3 separate regions of the Sus scrofa genome follow, and all the other regions are linked to region 2. A link is a contact called in public Hi-C and HiChIP or PLAC-seq data. All regions are on one chromosome and are shown on one strand. Each heading gives the region's core, a stretch centred on a gene start, on an enhancer-like site or on the middle of the called end of the contact. The rest is flanking DNA. Distances are from core to core; before and after follow the strand shown. Region 1 holds the start of L3MBTL3 (lethal(3)malignant brain tumor-like protein 3). Region 2 overlaps ARHGAP18 (rho GTPase-activating protein 18). Region 3 overlaps ARHGAP18 (rho GTPase-activating protein 18).

The links. Hi-C and Micro-C count contacts between places; a contact is called where the count stands out from the background. HiChIP or PLAC-seq counts read pairs in DNA pulled down with a chosen protein or histone mark.
Region 1: a contact with region 2 is called in an H3K27ac HiChIP or PLAC-seq map of alveolar macrophages. The contact joins the promoter of L3MBTL3 here to the enhancer-like site in region 2. A contact is called at or near these places in 1 of 5 promoter capture datasets (liver), 4 of 47 Hi-C or Micro-C datasets (embryonic fibroblasts, fetal skeletal muscle, retroperitoneal adipose tissue and 1 more) and 2 of 2 datasets of contacts at active chromatin or transcription factors (alveolar macrophages and skeletal muscle).
Region 3: a Hi-C map of alveolar macrophages shows a contact between it and region 2, with 2.8 times the contacts expected there. The contact joins two enhancer-like sites. A contact is called at or near these places in 1 of 5 promoter capture datasets (fetal liver), 13 of 47 Hi-C or Micro-C datasets (alveolar macrophages, brain, embryonic fibroblasts and 8 more) and 1 of 2 datasets of contacts at active chromatin or transcription factors (alveolar macrophages).

Annotation. Positions count from the first base shown.
Region 1 is chr1:33,318,027-33,320,726 of Sscrofa11.1, reverse strand. L3MBTL3 (lethal(3)malignant brain tumor-like protein 3) reads left to right here and starts at 1,250. Exons shown (of 23, transcript XM_021088384.1): 1 at 1,250-1,411.
Region 2 is chr1:33,544,593-33,547,461 of Sscrofa11.1, reverse strand. All of the region lies in intron 1 of ARHGAP18 (rho GTPase-activating protein 18), which reads right to left. Among named protein-coding and RNA genes, the nearest start is that of ARHGAP18, 18 kb to the right of the region's middle. Within about 2 kb of position 1,286, at least 15 of the 83 cell types and tissues checked have an H3K27ac peak or open chromatin away from gene starts, as enhancers often do. A contact at or near this core is called in alveolar macrophages, where this site is marked.
Region 3 is chr1:33,690,535-33,693,234 of Sscrofa11.1, reverse strand. The region is part of intron 10 of ARHGAP18 (rho GTPase-activating protein 18); the gene reads right to left. Among named protein-coding and RNA genes, the nearest start is that of ARHGAP18, 160 kb to the right of the region's middle. Within about 2 kb of position 1,359, at least 7 of the 83 cell types and tissues checked have an H3K27ac peak or open chromatin away from gene starts, as enhancers often do. A contact at or near this core is called in alveolar macrophages, where this site is marked.

The sequences.
Region 1 (2,700 bases), core at 1-2,500, 230 kb after region 2:
GTACATGTCAAGCCCTATGTCCTGGTTTTTGGTTTGGAGAATTCGGTCACTGTACCAACACACGACATAGTCGGGTGGTCTGCTTCTCTAGGGTAATTTCATGGTCCTAAGGAAAGAATTTAACAGTTTATTTTCTGAAACTGGTTCAAGGAACATTCCTTAAGTGAAAAAATTCAATCAAGAATATTATTACTTACATTTTGAGGAAGGATTTTTTAAAGCAGAATTTCCATCTGTGATATATTTAAATTCTAGACCTCAGGCAGCAATTTCGGAAAAGGGCCTCCTTTACCCTTTATTAGATACAAACTAAATACTCCACTCTGAGTAGTGGGGCCTTACTTTGTCTCCCCACTCCTGTGAAATGTAAGACTTGCTTCCACCATTTCTGAAATTATGAGTGCTACTTTTTTTTTTTCTCGCAAACTCTGTTATGAAGGTAAACATATTTATTACAACTTCAATTTCTTGAATTATTTTCTAAGTACTTGCATCTAGTAGAAAAGGAGCATGGTGAACTGCCCAAAAAAGAAGCCTGCAGTCAATAAGTGGAAAGCTGTCAATACAGAAATACAATACTCTTGCTTGATTAGTTTTGATGCCTTAACAAAGCAGGTTTTGCTGTTTAGGACTGCTCAGCCATCTTGACTGAATACGTTCAGAGGGTAGTCCACGGCCGACCTGCTTATTGTCAAGGGACTTTAACACTGATTTCCAAGTTGACATACGAATCCCAACATATTTCACAACCGAGGCCTAACATGTTTAAGCTGTCAATAAAGACCAACACTTAGGAAACGCAAGGCACGCGCAAGTTTTATATGCACACTTTATAACGCATTCTTCCAGTCCTCAAAGAGGGGGGAGGTTCTATAGCCTAGAAGCTTAAAACTTTATTTCTTATTTTTCATGACCTGTAGCACGCGTTTAGCCTTTTTGGGTTGTGTTTGTATAAGGCTGTGGCCCACTCTTGAATGGCTGAAAGCAGACGTTTAACAGTACATGGTGGATTAGCTGCTCAGAGAAATGCCTTTTTAAAAAAGTAAAGTGAAAAATAGACAAAGAAATCTATAATCTTAGCAGTCTTTCATATTTGTTTTGATTGTTCTTGAACCAGCCCTGAGCCGGTGACAAGGATATTGAAAAGATGCACCTGAAACAGTATCTGCGGGCTGCTGCATTTGCCAACCGGCTTTATTGCTGCTTTCCAGTGGCGAAGGCGCAGCAGCATTAACAGGGAAGCCAGAGCGAGCCTCCCCGGCAGCGGCGGCGGCGGCGGCACAGGCACCAGCGCAGTTTCCCCCTCTCCCCAGCCCTGACTCTACGCGCACATGCGCACTGCGCCCGCAGCCCTGGACCATTTGTCAGGACTACTCGTGAGACGGAGAAAAAAAAAAGAGAAAATTTGGGGGTAAGAAGCGGTTGATCGGATCTAATCTCTAATTAATATGAAGATTTGTCCGTGCAAAAGCCATTCATTTATTTTTCTGGGGGAGGATGAAAGTTAAGAGACCTATAGAGAGAAGGAAGCGCACCCTCGTCTTGTGAAACAGATCAGGGGAGGGGAAAGGACAGAAGGGGTTTCTCCCCCACTTCTCTGCGCCTCTGGGAAAGAGGAGAAAACTTAATCCCGGGGAAAAAAGTGGGCAAGTGACTCGGAAACGGCTGGAGGGGGAGTCTCTGGGCATCTCACTCTTAAGTAGTGAGTGCGAGTGTGAAAGAGGAACAAAAGAGAGAGAAAAGAGAAAGGAAAAAATGGGGGGAGGAGAGACTTGTATTTTTTCCTTTGCGCGCACACGGGGAAGGGTGTGGGGGGCCGTGCGGAAGGGAGCCGGGGCGAGGCGGCCGCGTCGGGCTCTCGCCCGCGCGCAGGCGGCGGGATGCGTGTGGGCCCCCTCCCCCGCGCCCCCCGAGCTTGTCACTTTGGTCGCTTTCATGACACCGGGCGCGGGGTGGGGGAGCGCGGCGGCGCCGGGCTCCGCCGGGGTGCGTGCCCGAGTGGGCGCCGCGGAGCCGCAGCCCGGGCGGCGAGCGCGGCGGCCCAGGCGGGGGGCGCTGCCGGGGGTGGGGGGAGCGCGGGGGCGGCCGGGGCCGCGGATCGGTGCGGCGGGAGGCGCGAGCCCCGCGCGCCGCCCCTGCGGCCCCCTCCGCCCGTGTGGCCTTTGTGCCGGGCGCGCACCGGAGAGCGGGCGAGCGAGCGCGAGAAGTACAAGTACGGGAGACCGAGGCAGTGGGAAAAGAGGCCGGGCCACTTTCTCCCCGCTCTGGCTGCGGAGAATGGACTGGTTGAATGTGCAGGCGCGTCTCCCCGGCGTGTGCTGTGTGTGTGTGTGCGCGGCGGAAAGGCCTCCCCGACTCCCACCGCGCACACGCACACTCACACGCACGCACACACTCACGGACCCGCGGCGGGCTCGGCGGCCGAGAGTTTGCGTTTTCTTCCTCGCCGCCTCCCCCTTCCCGACCGACTGTGTGAGAATTTCATATAGATCAGCTCCAATTTCCGCCATTTTGGGAAAGTTGCACAAAAATAAACCCTCCGGTTTATTTCTGCCCGAGGCAGGAAAGTGCTTCGGGAAGCGAGGCGGCGCGGGCCCGCCGCGGCCGTCCGCGCCGAGGAGGGCGCGGGCCGCGGGCCGGGCCGGGAGCCCGCGCCGTCGCGGCGTTCGCCCCGCGCCGTGCCGCGCAGCGCCGGCCCGG
Region 2 (2,869 bases), core at 37-2,536:
TACGACCTCTTCCAGTCCAATCCCCTCTAATTCTAGTTTCCACTTTGGACCACTGAACCGTGAAGTTTAAACTACTTTAAACTTTTACTGGGACGAAGTGAATTTTTATCGTCATTGTCCAGCATCCCCATAAGGAAAAAGAAAATTAGGTAAGCTTGTTTTCAGACCAAGCCAACATCTGCTCTAATTTTTCCCCCAGATTTTATTGAGATATAACCAACATATAACACTGTCCTAGTTTAAGGTGTACAACAGAATGATGTGATACATGTATACACAGTAAATGACCACAATTTGTTAATATCCACCACCTCATAGAGTTACAATTTTTTTAAGATGAGAACTTTGAAGATCTATCCTCTTTACAACTTTAAAATATACAATACAGTATTATTAATACAGTCACCATACTGTTCATTACCACTCTAGGATTGATTTATCTTATACCCGGAAGTTAGAACCTTTTGACTCCCTTCATGCATTTCCCTCACCCCCGATAACCACCAATCTCGTCTGTTTCTATGAGTTCTGTTTTTTGCTGCTGGTTTTTTAGAATCCACATAAAAGTGAGATCATACAGACGCAATAAATAAAGAACTGAGGAAGCAGGAGAGAGATGGGGTACTACCTACGAGCTTCCCCGTGAAATGAAATTTGCGAAATGTATTTGACACTGTTGACAGAGGATGTTATCAGACCGCTCAGAATTACAAATGAGGTTAGAAGGACTGTTAGAGACTAAGCAGATTCTATTTCACAATAATTAACAAGGATAGAAAAAGTACACATGCTAAATCACATCAGAAATTTCCTTCGGCTCTGTTTTAGGCGTGCCAGGAAGAATCTGAGTCACTTTTACAGCTCATCCTACTCCTATGCCCCTGAAGGGGCAGGACAGCGGGAGGAAGAGCGTTAGCTGTCTGCAATTAATTACTCATTGAATGTGCTAAGCCATGATCATCTTTCCTTTTGAGCTTTCATCTGAGTATCTCTAAGAACGTTTGAATATTAATTATAACAACACTGTCCTGAAATAATTTGGGGCTTTGATTAAAATTGCATGCCCTACTTTTGATTACTCTCTTCAGGTGTGGAGCCTAAAAAAAAAAAAAAAAAAAAAAAAAAAATCCTAGAAGGTTAGAGCTTAGAAAGACTTGAAGCACATCAAATCCCACGCCTCACCTTTTACAGACGAGGTTCTGAGACTACAGAGGTTAAGAGGCTTGCTTAGTTTCACCTAGCTCATCACAAAGCAGGTTTAGCAGACCATCAACCACATCCTGTTTTCTGAGGCCTCCCGTGAGCTCATGCCAAAATAACGTATTTCATAGTCATCTTTCACCTATCCACCCCAAGCAACTATCAAATGTTAACTTATGGATGACTTTCTTAGACACAAGGCCAGCACCTAAGTAGGAAGGCTCCTGCTGCCCTATCATGGTCAATCTGGAAACTAAGAAAAATGTATTTTCCTGCCTGAGTTTTTTTTTGTTTGTTTGTTTGTTTGTTTTTGACAAAAAGACAAAAAAAATTTTTGTCTTTTTGCCTTTTCTAGGGCCGCTGCTGCAGCATATGGAGGTTCCCAGGCTAGGGGTCGAATAGGAGCTGTAGCCTACACCAGAGCCACAGCAATGTGGGATCCAAGCCGCGTCTGCAACCTACACCACAGCTCACAGCAATGCCAGATCCTTAACCCACTGAGCAAGGCCAGGGATCAAACCCACAACCTCATGGTTCCCAGTCGGATTCGCTAAACACTGCGCCACAATGGGAACTCCCTGCCTGAGATTTTTTTATAACTTATGTCGTCCTCTCATAATTAAGGCAATCAAGAAGGTTAATCACCATACATGAGAGCTGCACACCGTTTTGGAGTTGAATAAGAGGACCTGTATTCAAATCTAAGAAAGCAGCCCCAACACATCAAACGTTCCCTGTAGGAGTTGCCTGGTGGCCTAGCGGTTCAGGATTTGGCATGGCCACTGCTGTGGCTTGGGTCACAGCTATGGTGCAGGTTTGATGCCTGGTCCGGGAACCTCTGCATGGCCTGAGTGCAGCCAAAATAACAGTTCACTTTACCTGATTAGTAACATTAGAGCCTGGGTGCAAGCATCATGTTAACTTCAAGGGATCACAAGCACAGGTCAAATAGCTTTTCTTTTTCCTTTTTTTTTTTTTGGCCGCACCCATGGCATGTAGAAATTCCTGGGCCAGGGATCTAACCCACGCCACAGTAGTGATCCAAGCTGCTGCGGGGACAATGCCTGATCCTTAATCCACTACCCCACAAGGGATCGCCTAAAAGAGCTTTTTTGTTTTTATTGTTAAGTGTTTTACACTAAGCTTCTCTAGGAAAGCAATGGGCCTGTCCCAGGGGAGGTTAGGACCCTGGAGTACAGACAGAAAGAGGAGAGCATCAGAGGACATCTAAAGACTATTTCAATTAATTCACGACATGGCATAGGTCTGGCTCTCAAATGCCACATGTATCTCAAGGGAAAGCCACATTTGACACGGTTCCAAGTGGGACCTTAAGAATCAGACAGACCAGGCTTCTCCCATCAGTCCCAAAGGACCGTGGGCTTATTACTTTACCCCCTTAAGCCTCAGTTTTTTTCCTCCATAAAGTGAAGATAATAAATGAGCCCCCTTCCCAGAAAATTGAGATAATACAAATAAACAGTAGCCAATATTAAGCACACAGTAAGTGCTCATTAAATTTAACTCTTCACCTTGATTCAATAATAATTGACCTGTCGTTACATCAACTGGTTAGCTCTTAACAATTTATACAGTTGTGAAGAGCAAAGATAAGATACTCATGAGGCATTTCTGTAATGATGCTATTTTTCTTCTCGCCTGGAAAGCT
Region 3 (2,700 bases), core at 110-2,609, 150 kb before region 2:
GGAAAAACAAAAGAAAAAAATCTCTCACAGGATTTCAGGGGGAAAGATTCCTTTCAGTGCTAACAGGTTGACCTTGAATCAAGTTTAGCTGACACAGACACTCCCAAATTTGAAACAAACTGAAGCCTTAATATCTAACAATGAGATTTATGTATCTAATTTCCTGTACAGTGCTCAGCAAGTTAAACTGTAATCCAAGCATGAGGTTATATAGAAAAAAATACCTCCTCAAATGAGGACAAAAGATTAATTGGTAAGGTTTGGAAAAAATATTTAATTTTGTTCCAGAGACCAGAATAATTATTCACAGACTAGTGTATCTCTTTCTTTACAAGCATAAATTACAGAGATTAGGTAATAAACCACTTAAATGTGGTATGCATGATTCAATAAAGTTATTCAAAATACTACTATCAGAATATTAGAATCAGTAAGTGTGTGTGTGGATATGAAACTAATAAAATGTTAGCCTAGCCCCTGCTGAAAGAACTTCATCTTCAGATGTATCTTCTCTTTATCAAGGACAGTCCTTTTGAAAAAGTATCTATCACCAGTCCATTGTTATATATTAGTATCACTGGACCTACTCTCTGAAAACCTAGTCCCAGCACAGTTACTTATTAGTCATGTGTATTTTTTGCCTTTTCTTTCCTTTTTTTTGGCATCCCTGCTCTTTAAAGCCTTCTAATTCACAAAATGGGGAAACTAACCTCCCAACCCTGCTGGGATGAAGCAAGACAATGTATACAATGAACTTCCTAAAACCACAAAAACGCTAAACACGTGCCGATAATATATTAACATAGATTCACCATTGATATCTTCACATCAGTCTTTGTTAAAGACTAAGTCGGGGAGTTCTCATCGTGGCTCAGTTGAAACGAATCTCACTAGCATCCACGAAGACACGGGTTTGATCCCTGGCCTCGCTCAGTGCGTTAAGGATCTGGCATTGCTGTGAGTTGTGGTGCACATTGTAGATGCGGTCCAGATCTGGTGTTGGTGTGGCTGTGGTGTAGGCCGGCGGCTATAGCTCTGATAGGACCCCTGGCCTGGGAACCTCCATGTGCCAAGGGTGCAGCCCTAAAATATATAAATAAACAGACAGACAGTCTAAGCCAAAGGTAGGTATGATCACTGGTCCAGATGCACAATAATCCAAGGTGTTAAAAAAAGAAAAAACTCCTGGTCGAGTAACCTGCCCAAAGACACCTGTTGCTTTAGATTTAAACTGGGACACAGTGTTTCACACGGTCCCTCCAAACCCTTCGTTAGATGTGCTGTAAAAATAGTCTACACAAGACATGCACGTGATCCTGTCCCTCCAAACAGCCACTGAAGGAGTGGCACCAGGACAGGAAAAACGGAGCAAGTCTGCATTCAACTTCCTGAAATTACTTTGTGATGAAGTTTCCCTTCTCCTTTAGAGAACTAAATTTAAATGGCTTATGCTCTTGTACAAATGGTATACTTGCTTCAATGTTTCTATTATTAGAAATCTTGTTTGAAACCTTCATCAGAGCTGGCTGATTAAGCTACTAAAGCTTAAGTAAATTAGGAAAATTACTTGTGCGCATTTTCCAATATTTTACCCCCCAAAAAGTATTTTCCACCTTATTTATATGACTGTGCTCCCAGGAACCTTACATGCTAAAATTAAAATCACTTAATATTTTTAAGAAATATATATTTTTTTTCCTTTTGCCTTTTCTAGGGCTGCTTCCCGCAACATATGGAGGTTCCCAGGCTAGGGGTCGAATCAGAGCCATAGCCACAGGCCTACGCCAGAGCCACAGCAACGTGAGATCCGAGCCTCGTCTGCGACCTACACCACAGCTCACGGCAACACCGGATCCTTAACCCACTGAGCAAGGCCAGGGATTGAACCGGCAACCTCATGGTTCCTAGTCGGATTCGTTAACCACTGCGCCACGACGGGAACTCCAAGAAATATAATTTTAAACAGATTAAAAAAAAAGAAGAAGAATATGCTGGGGACTTGAAAGGCAAATCCAAGAATGAACTGAAGACCAAACTCACCCATCAGTAACCATATTGGGATTAGCAGTCCCTCCCACAACTATCAGAACACATTTGAATGCAGAAAGTAAATGATGTGTCTTTCAAGTTCCACCTTATAATGACCATTCTTTATTTTTTTCTCTTTTTGGCTGATCTAAACTTACTAAATTTATTTCATGTCATTGTGGTGACTTTCACAGCTATTTAGACTTATTTTCAATCACCTTACTGTTCGTAGAATTCATTAACAAACTAGGATTTTACACCTAAAGGTTTTCAGCAGCACAGCAGGATAGCAAAGGGGCCTATGAGGTGCTGGTAACTGGAACCTAGGTCTGATTTTTTTTTTTTTTTTTTTTTTAATGCTTTTTAGGCCTGCACCTGCCGCTGGCCTAGCCACAGCTCACAGCAAATGTCGGATCCTTAACCTACTGAGTGAGACCAGGGATCGAATCTGCATCCTCAAGGACACTGATGAGGTTCATAATCTACTTAGCCACAATGGGAACTCTCAGGTCTGATCATTTAGATAGATGATTAAAACATTATTGCTTTATTAGTTCTATTAGCCTGGGTTATCATGCTGATGGGCACCTTTAGGTGAATAAGGAAAACAAAACAAAACAAAAAAAAACCATTGAATTCCTCTTTCTGGGTCATGGATGTCCTGTGTCAAAG